2 separate regions of the Mus musculus genome follow, and region 2 is linked to region 1. The links are chromatin contacts, called in public Hi-C maps. All regions are on one chromosome and are shown on one strand. The core of a region is the stretch at or near the end of the contact, and the rest is flanking DNA. Distances in the headings are between cores, read along the strand shown. Region 1 overlaps Alpl (alkaline phosphatase, liver/bone/kidney). Region 2 holds the start of Alpl (alkaline phosphatase, liver/bone/kidney).

The links. Hi-C and Micro-C count contacts between places; a contact is called where the count stands out from the background.
Region 2: a Hi-C map of liver shows a contact between it and region 1, with 4 times the contacts expected there. The contact joins the promoter of Alpl here to the enhancer-like site in region 1. A contact is called at or near these places in 9 of 39 promoter capture datasets (the 3T3-L1 cell line, the C10 cell line, Sertoli cells and 5 more), 25 of 484 Hi-C or Micro-C datasets (the CH12 cell line, the MC3T3-E1 cell line, MC3T3-E1-derived osteoblasts and 11 more), 27 of 115 datasets of contacts at active chromatin or transcription factors (the 230-238 cell line, the SCID.adh cell line, T-cell acute lymphoblastic leukemia and 14 more) and 4 of 9 other capture datasets (adipose tissue, liver, macrophages and 1 more).

The regions. Positions count from the first base shown.
Region 1 is chr4:137,747,977-137,751,719 of GRCm38.p6, forward strand. It overlaps Alpl (alkaline phosphatase, liver/bone/kidney), which reads right to left. Exons shown (of 12, transcript NM_007431.3): 7 at 1,573-1,716. Among named protein-coding and RNA genes, the nearest start is that of Gm52682, 28 kb to the left of the region's middle. Within about 2 kb of position 2,320, at least 37 of the 459 cell types and tissues checked have an H3K27ac peak or open chromatin away from gene starts, as enhancers often do. A contact at or near this core is called in the SCID.adh cell line, fetal liver, liver and 1 more, where this site is marked.
Region 2 is chr4:137,794,276-137,797,841 of GRCm38.p6, forward strand. Alpl (alkaline phosphatase, liver/bone/kidney) reads right to left here and starts at 2,109. Exons shown (of 12, transcript NM_007431.3): 1 at 1,967-2,109.

The DNA.
Region 1 (3,743 bases), core at 1,070-3,569:
ATATGCAGAGGTTGTTGGATACAACCCAGGTATATGTGGGTCCTGGAGAGTGGATCAAGGAGAGCTTCCTGGTGGAGGTGACACCCTTTCGGAGGTTCTGGAGGCAAAGTAGGAACTGATCTATCTGGGATCAGAGAATTGCTTTTCCTGTGAGGGTGTTACAGCATAGGTCACAGAGAACATGAATACCTACAAAAAGGAATTGAGTGGTGTTTGGGGGTCTCTGGAGAGCCAGGAGGGAGTGAAGGCCACTGGCTGTGTCTGGAGAACCCCATCTAGGAGGGGATAAAGGAGGCACTGCCTCCCCCAGGACATAGAATGAGACAGCCTGGATTATCCAGGGCACAATGTATGGGCCCAGCATCGCGAGGAATTTGCTGTGTGTCTTCAAGACAGCTCTTGCCTTCTCTGGGCAGTGGCCTTAGAGGTGGTTTTTTTTTTTCAATCCTCTAGGTTGCTCTGGGGGGGGGGGAGGAGGAAGGGAAGAATCCAGCTCAGATCCCCAGGGCCCTGCTATGACATCCAGTATTCACAGTAGTCTCTCAAGACTGTCCCCATTTCACAGATAAGGACACTGAGGCACGTACACATCAGGGTTATTGAGAAACACTTCTAGCCCCTCTACTGATGTCCAGAATCTGGGACCCAACAGTGACCCTACCGGGTAGGGCTCATGGCAGTAGTACGGGACCCTCCCTGTGCCAGGAGTCTATACAGAGTCCCGGGGCAAGAGGATGGCTTCCTGGTCCTGATCACAGCAACTGAAGCCAAGAGGAGGATGTCCCTTTGGTGTGCCTATCCAAGCTGCCCCAGGAGGGGAAAGAAAGAGAAGCGAGTCCCTCACTCCCACACTCCTATACAGCCACGGGGCTGTCCCCAGCCCTGCCCATCTTACTCTTAGCTCAGCCTCTCATGCCACTGAGCCTCCCTGGGGAACCATGGAACCCTGAGAAACCCAACCCCAGAGTGACATCAAAGCGGCTGCCAGGCTTCTCCCCACTGTCTTCAAGCCTGACCACAGTCATTTCCAGACCCAGCTGCCCGGCTGGCCCACAGTGGCACATTTAAAGGGCCAGAGGCCTCACAGAGGAACCAGAGCTTGGCCTAACCCTGCTCCTGCCTCCCTCTCAGCCCACTGGTGCTCTGGCCCAGGGGTGTACTCTGAGGGCTTTACACCTCCGGCCTCAGCCAGCACACTTTTGCTGAGCCATGTTCTCCCATCATCTGCTCAGCGCTGCCTGCCCACACCCTCCCATTCCATTCGTTCAGGTCTTCTGTTGTATCCCCTCTGCGTGCCTCCAGGTCCCAACTTCCTGCCGTCCAGGCACACGACATTCCCTGTGTCAGGTACCCAGCCTGTCTCGGGTCCATCCAGGTGACTCCCTGACTCTGTCACCATCCCCACGTGTGCCCTTCCTACAGGGAGCAGGAGTGTCTGTCAGTCACAGGTCAGTACGGTAGAGCAAACAGAGGAACATCTGGACTCTCACTGGCAGAGAACATTTGATGCGTGGATGGGGGTGTCCCACGGCCCACAGAACCATAGCCGAGTCCACCTGCAGCCTTGGTTACCTTGTGTCTGGGTTTAAAGCTCTTCCAAATACTGATGAGATCCAGGCCATCTAGCCTTGTACCCCTGGCCTTCTCATCCAGTTCGTATTCCACATCAGTTCTGTTCTTCGGGTACATGTATTTCCGGCCGCCACCCATGATCACCTGAGGGACAAAGGAGCCATCACACCCAGGGTTCTAAATTGTCCAGAAGCCCCAGGGGTTCCGACTTGGAAAGTAGACATGAGAGTCTGGGTGGAGGTGTGGACGGTTGTCCAGCTAGGCAAGGGCTGGGCCAGGGCTCCCTCTCTGAACGATTTATTCAGATTGGAAAGATAAAATCGCTGACCTAGCAGGACTGTGGCTTGGGGCTTCTGGGTGGAATCTTAGTGTTCTCGAATAGCTAACATCCCCTACCCCCATAGGAAAGCCCATTTGCTGTGTGTCCTGAGCCAGTAAGACCGAGTAACTCACTCAATCTCCCAACCAAGCCGCCAGGAAAGTGATCTACGCTCTCTCGCTATAGACACAGAAAAGGGATTTCCTGCCCCTCAGCCACACAGCAGTGCATGGCACAGATACGATTCAAACCCAGAAACCCACTGTCTCTCTACCAGAAGCCCCCCTGAGTGCTCTGCTGTATGGGTGAAGCCAGGAATGGGGCCTCCGGAGTGTCTTCTACAGTGAGTGGCCTCAGACAGGGAGGTCTTGGGGCAGCCCAGCTGGGAACCAGCCCACTGCCTGGGCAAACACCGGCCGCCTCACGTCTATGTAATCACTGCCAGGCTAATTTTAGCCACTGTGGCTGGCATGCAAGGGTGGACGGATGGACGCGGGGTTGTTTGTTTTCCTAGGAAATCCATGTTTGAAGTCCTAACTATTTTTAAAGCAGGGGCCAAGAACATAACAGCCATAGCCCATGGTGACCACCATACTGTGTCCTTCTGTCACCGTGGGCACCAGCTCGACTTGCTGCCCCTGGCTGACACCTGAGATCCACTGTCTCCAGATGGGCCAAAGTTCTCTCTCTATTCTATTTCCCATGGCAAAAATCAGGGTTCGAGGGGGTAAGGGGAGAGCCGGCGGTGGACATGGGAAAGGTACCCAGGAATAGCCACGGGTACCCAGGAAGGCCAAGGACACTGAAGTAAAGATCTAATTCTACTGCTTAGTAACCATGGGTCTATTTCTTTGATCATACAGGACTTCAGTTTCCTAGTCTATAAAATGGTAATGACTATCCAGAGAAGAAAAGCAGTCATCCAATGTTGCTGCTGGTCCCTACAATGGAAGATGTCCCTCTGGAAGGGAACAATGAAGACAGACAGGAGGGGAGGGTCTTACTCCCATCATGTGGCAATCAGCTTGGATAGTTCAGACTGGGTCTGGGAGAAAGGACTCCAGGTCACTGGCGCCTTCTCCTGTTCCCATAGAACCTGACCCCTTGGCATTTTCAGCATGGAACTGAAGCCCCCAATCTTCCTGCCCGGATAGCATGGTTCCCAGCCCAGCGGAGACTTCACACGGGCTCATTAAACTCCCAAATAACAGACTTGCTGTTTGCCTTTGGGGTTTGGGTTTCTCTCTCTCTCTCTAAAGCGGAACATATTTATTTTCTGAGTGGACACCAGAATTTTTGATTCATGGACGGTCTGGGGAGTTTTGGGGGTAGCCGTGACAGAGGGGCAAATGGAATTGGGAGAGTGAGGGCAGAGGGGGCTTTGGGAGGTCCCCTTTGCACTCCTTGGCTCATGCCCTCATGACTCTAGGAGACCCCAGCCCCCCTCACTGCCGCCAAAGCTTTTTCCTCCAAAGTGCCTCTCCCTGCCTCAGCCAATCCTGCCTCAGCTGGCTAAAGAGTTACTGTAATCACCTCATCTCCCACCTCTTGTGCTACAGGACCCATGTTCTCCACATGACCTCATCTGGGCCTCCCGCAGCCTGTGGGTGGGGCACAGGGGTGGGAAATGGGAGGGCGAAGGAGGGGGAGAGCTGCCTGGCAGGTGGAGATAAAGCCAGATGGGTGGCTGTGTCCCGGGTGGCTCTCACCTAAGAGGCATCAACAGGGCCCAGTGATCCTGAAAGCAGCGCTCACCGGCTACTTGGGCTACTTGTAAAAGAGCCACGGGGTTGGAGACATAGAGCAGAGAGCTATGGAACCTGCGTCTGAGCTCTCTCTCAGCCTCACTGGC
Region 2 (3,566 bases), core at 859-3,358, 46 kb after region 1:
CCTCCCAGGCTGTGTCCGGGAGGGAGGAGGACACCCAAGTGACAGTAAGGAAGGCTGAGTGCTTCCTCCCTGTCCAGCCCATCAAGGAATGGGCAGAGCCTGGGCAAAGGTGGTTGACAGGATCGCAGGGTTCAGAGGCAGTGACATAACCCTGTACACACTGATGCAATCTCTGCTGAGACTGGAGCTAGGGACAGCCACTGCTTTCTAAAGTATGTGAACCCGCTAAACATGTTGCAGGCTGTACAGCATGCTCCCCACCAATAGGGTCTACAGACCAAAGACTTCCAGCTCCTGTACGCCCTCAAGGAGAATCCCGAGCCACCGTGAGAGCAGAGCTGTGGCCAGATCACACAGTTTCACCCCATCTTGTTAGTACTATGTACTGGCTGCTCACTGTGACAACAGTGTGACATCTTGATCCCTTTTTTGGGGGAACTACGTCATCTTCATTCTACCATGTGACACTCAAATTTTCAAAGCCTGAAAAGAATTTATTATGCCAATGTTCGCCTCAATGAGTTGGGTGGGGGGAAGGGGTCGTTATTTACTGTTCCCTTCTCAGCACCTCGATCAGAGTTTAGCGCACAACTGATGCCTGGTAAGTATGTGTGGATCGAAGACACTCACTGTCTGGCCTATCGGGTCTTTTGATTCACTGTAGTCTTAACATATAGATGGGACCATCACTGACATGGCTGCGAACCAGCCCAGACCTGTCTCACTCCACCAGTAGGCTTCTGAGAAGCTGTGTTCTCCCCTAAGGGAACCAGAGACGGTTCAGGAATTGGAAAAGGAGGCAGAGACAGGAGACGGCCAGGGAGTGGGAGAGGAAAGAGCTGACTGGGGAGACCAGAGAGGCTTGGAGGGTGAAGGGCATACTGGGGGGGGGCTCTCCTTAATCTCCTGGGCTGTGGAGAATGGGCAACAGGGTTCAATGCCTAATGTCATTGCCTACATTGTCTAAAACTCTCTGTCCCTATTTGTAGTCTGTCAGGTGTCAGAGCAGTCCTTATCCAGCATTTAATAAACAGTTGCCCTAATTCTCAACCAGACTGAGAATCTGAGGCTGCCTGAGGGGGGGTCTTTGAATTCTTCTTGGAGCCAAACGTTCTTTCAGGCCTGAGAATAATCCCTCTGTTATATGTATGTGTGTGTGTGTGTGTGTGTGTGTGTGTGTGTGTGTGTGTGTGTGTGTGTGTGTGTATGATTTTGAGACCTAATCTTCCTAGAGTGTTAGAGTGGCCTCGAACTCACAGAGATCCTCAGCCTCCAGACTGCCAGCATCTCTCCAGAGTTGCCGCGCCAGCTTTCCTTTTTAATCAGGATTCACAGGCATACCCCAGAGTCCTTTGCAAGTCTTCCTTCCTCAGGCCCATTACGCGTTGAAAAGGATTACCATGGACAATGTGGGAGTAAGAATGAGGTTTTTTTCCTCCGTCTTGGGTCCTGCCGCTGTGACTGTGCCTTTAACCCTTTCTTACCCGCGCTGGGCAAGGCAGCAGCCCCACTCTCACCTGCACACAGCCTGGAACCGTTCACAGGCTCCTTCCGTTTCCTGGGCTCCCCCACTCTCAGACAGACACTAGCACGCGGTCTCCGATCTCTCCCGCCAAAGATCGCAGCACGTGCCTTCTTCCTGCTGCTCCCCAACTACTTTAGACACCAACGGGACAGAGTGCCAAGGGACCACGAAGGGCGCAGCTGTGGACTACGGAGGCGCGTGGGCACCGGGAGCAGGTGCTTAGCACGAGGGTGAGGTCCTGGGTAGCGGCTCAGCGGGCGCCACGTCCATCATCCTGCCAGGCCACAAGAGATGCGCGCGGAGTCCGGAGCGGGAGGTCGTGGGTCCCCAGGGAGCCTGACCTTCCACGTGTCCCCACCGTGGCTGGGACAGTCACTGCGGGACCGGCGGAGCGCGCGCGTGGGAGTCGCGCAAGCCACGGGCGCAGCATGCTTTCCTTACCTGCAGGCACTCGTGGGGAGGGTCTGTTCCGGCTCGCGAGCGGCAGCCCTAAGGAGCGCAGTGGCGGGAGCGTACTCTGGCGGCCACCTCCCCCGCCTGCTTATGAAGGCGGCCTGGCCGAGCACCCGCCGGCCTCCCCGCCCCCGGCCGCCCCGCCCCCGGCCCGCACCCCGAGCCCCAGGCGGGTGCCTCTGCGTTGCCAGGGCGCCCCCTGCCGGGAGCGCGGCGCTCGACCCGGCCCGTAGGGCTGCAACAGGCAGGGTAACCCGCCTTGCCTCTCTCTTTCCCTGCGGCTCATCCTGGCTTCAGGGTGCAGCTGGCTTGTCTTTAGGTTTGATTTCTCTGTAGGAGACTTTGTCCCTCGATGGTTGTCTTCCTGTGCCTGACCCTGCGCGTCTGTGAACCCACCTGGCTCCTTTTTTCTGTGCGTCTTTCTGCCTACACATCCTTGTCCGTCACCATGTGCACCTCTGAGCCTCACACCCTTACCCCTTTCCTATCCACTTTCTCTTTTGCCCTTAACTAAGTCAGTAGGAAGCAGAAGGAGACCCCTTGGACAGGGCCCTCCCTCCCTAATATCTGAAGAAACAGGGACTCAGGACATTCTGTCTGTCCCAGCCAGAAGCCCCAGGACCTGCCCGGGGCAGACCACTTCCCAGGCAGTGGAGCCAGACTGTCTAGGCCCACAGGCCTGCTCTGGTGACTTCGGGGGACTGGCCAAGGCTCTATAACCCGCAGACACTATCCCCTGGTTTTTCTTCCTTCACGTTATTGGGAGAGTTATAAGAGACCGAGTTTGGAACATGCACAGGAAACAAGGAAAGGCAACCGCTGGGTGCCAGTGGGCCTTATCCAGTTCCCCAAGGGCCACCACCTCCCTTCCCCTGAAAGCCAGTCTGGTTTTGAAGTCTCTGATTCGTTTCCTACTGTGAACTCCTGGAGGTAGGTTTGAATGCCACCACCATTTGAATACTTCCTCATTTCCTCCTAAGAGGAGGGTCTTATCATCGCTACTGAAGCTGACAAAACCCATCTGTACCTCTAATCCCCAACAGCCAGAGATTTGAAAGCAAAGATCAGGTTTCCCTGAACTCCATCTTCCTGGGCACCTAGGATTGATCACTTCTACCCTGAAGTTCCGTCTTAGGTCCAGGCATCTTCTATATGAGCTCTACTATTGAGCCCATTTTACAGGAGGAAAAGCAAGGCCCAGAGACAACATGTGACCTCATCGGTAAGTTCAGGGCCGGAACTGGAGCCTGATGCCAAAACCCAGGAATGCCTGGGTTTGTTTTCATTTGTTCTTGTATTTTAATAATTAATGCTGTTTATTTACAGCGGTGCTAGGAAATTTCCCTTGAGAAATAAGTTTATGTTTTTACAAAGTGAGACCAAGTATTGGGTAAATTACTCCTTATTTATGTATTTCATAGCAAGGTCATAATGGCAAAAGCCATTGGGGCGGTGAATAAATGAAACTTTGGTCATTTCCCGGCAGTCCTCGTCTGTAAGGAGCTGAGAGTTAAGACAGCAGTGAGCTCAGAACACAGCACTTGGCAATTACTTGCTAGCTAGCGCCAAAGGGCTCAAGATGACAAAA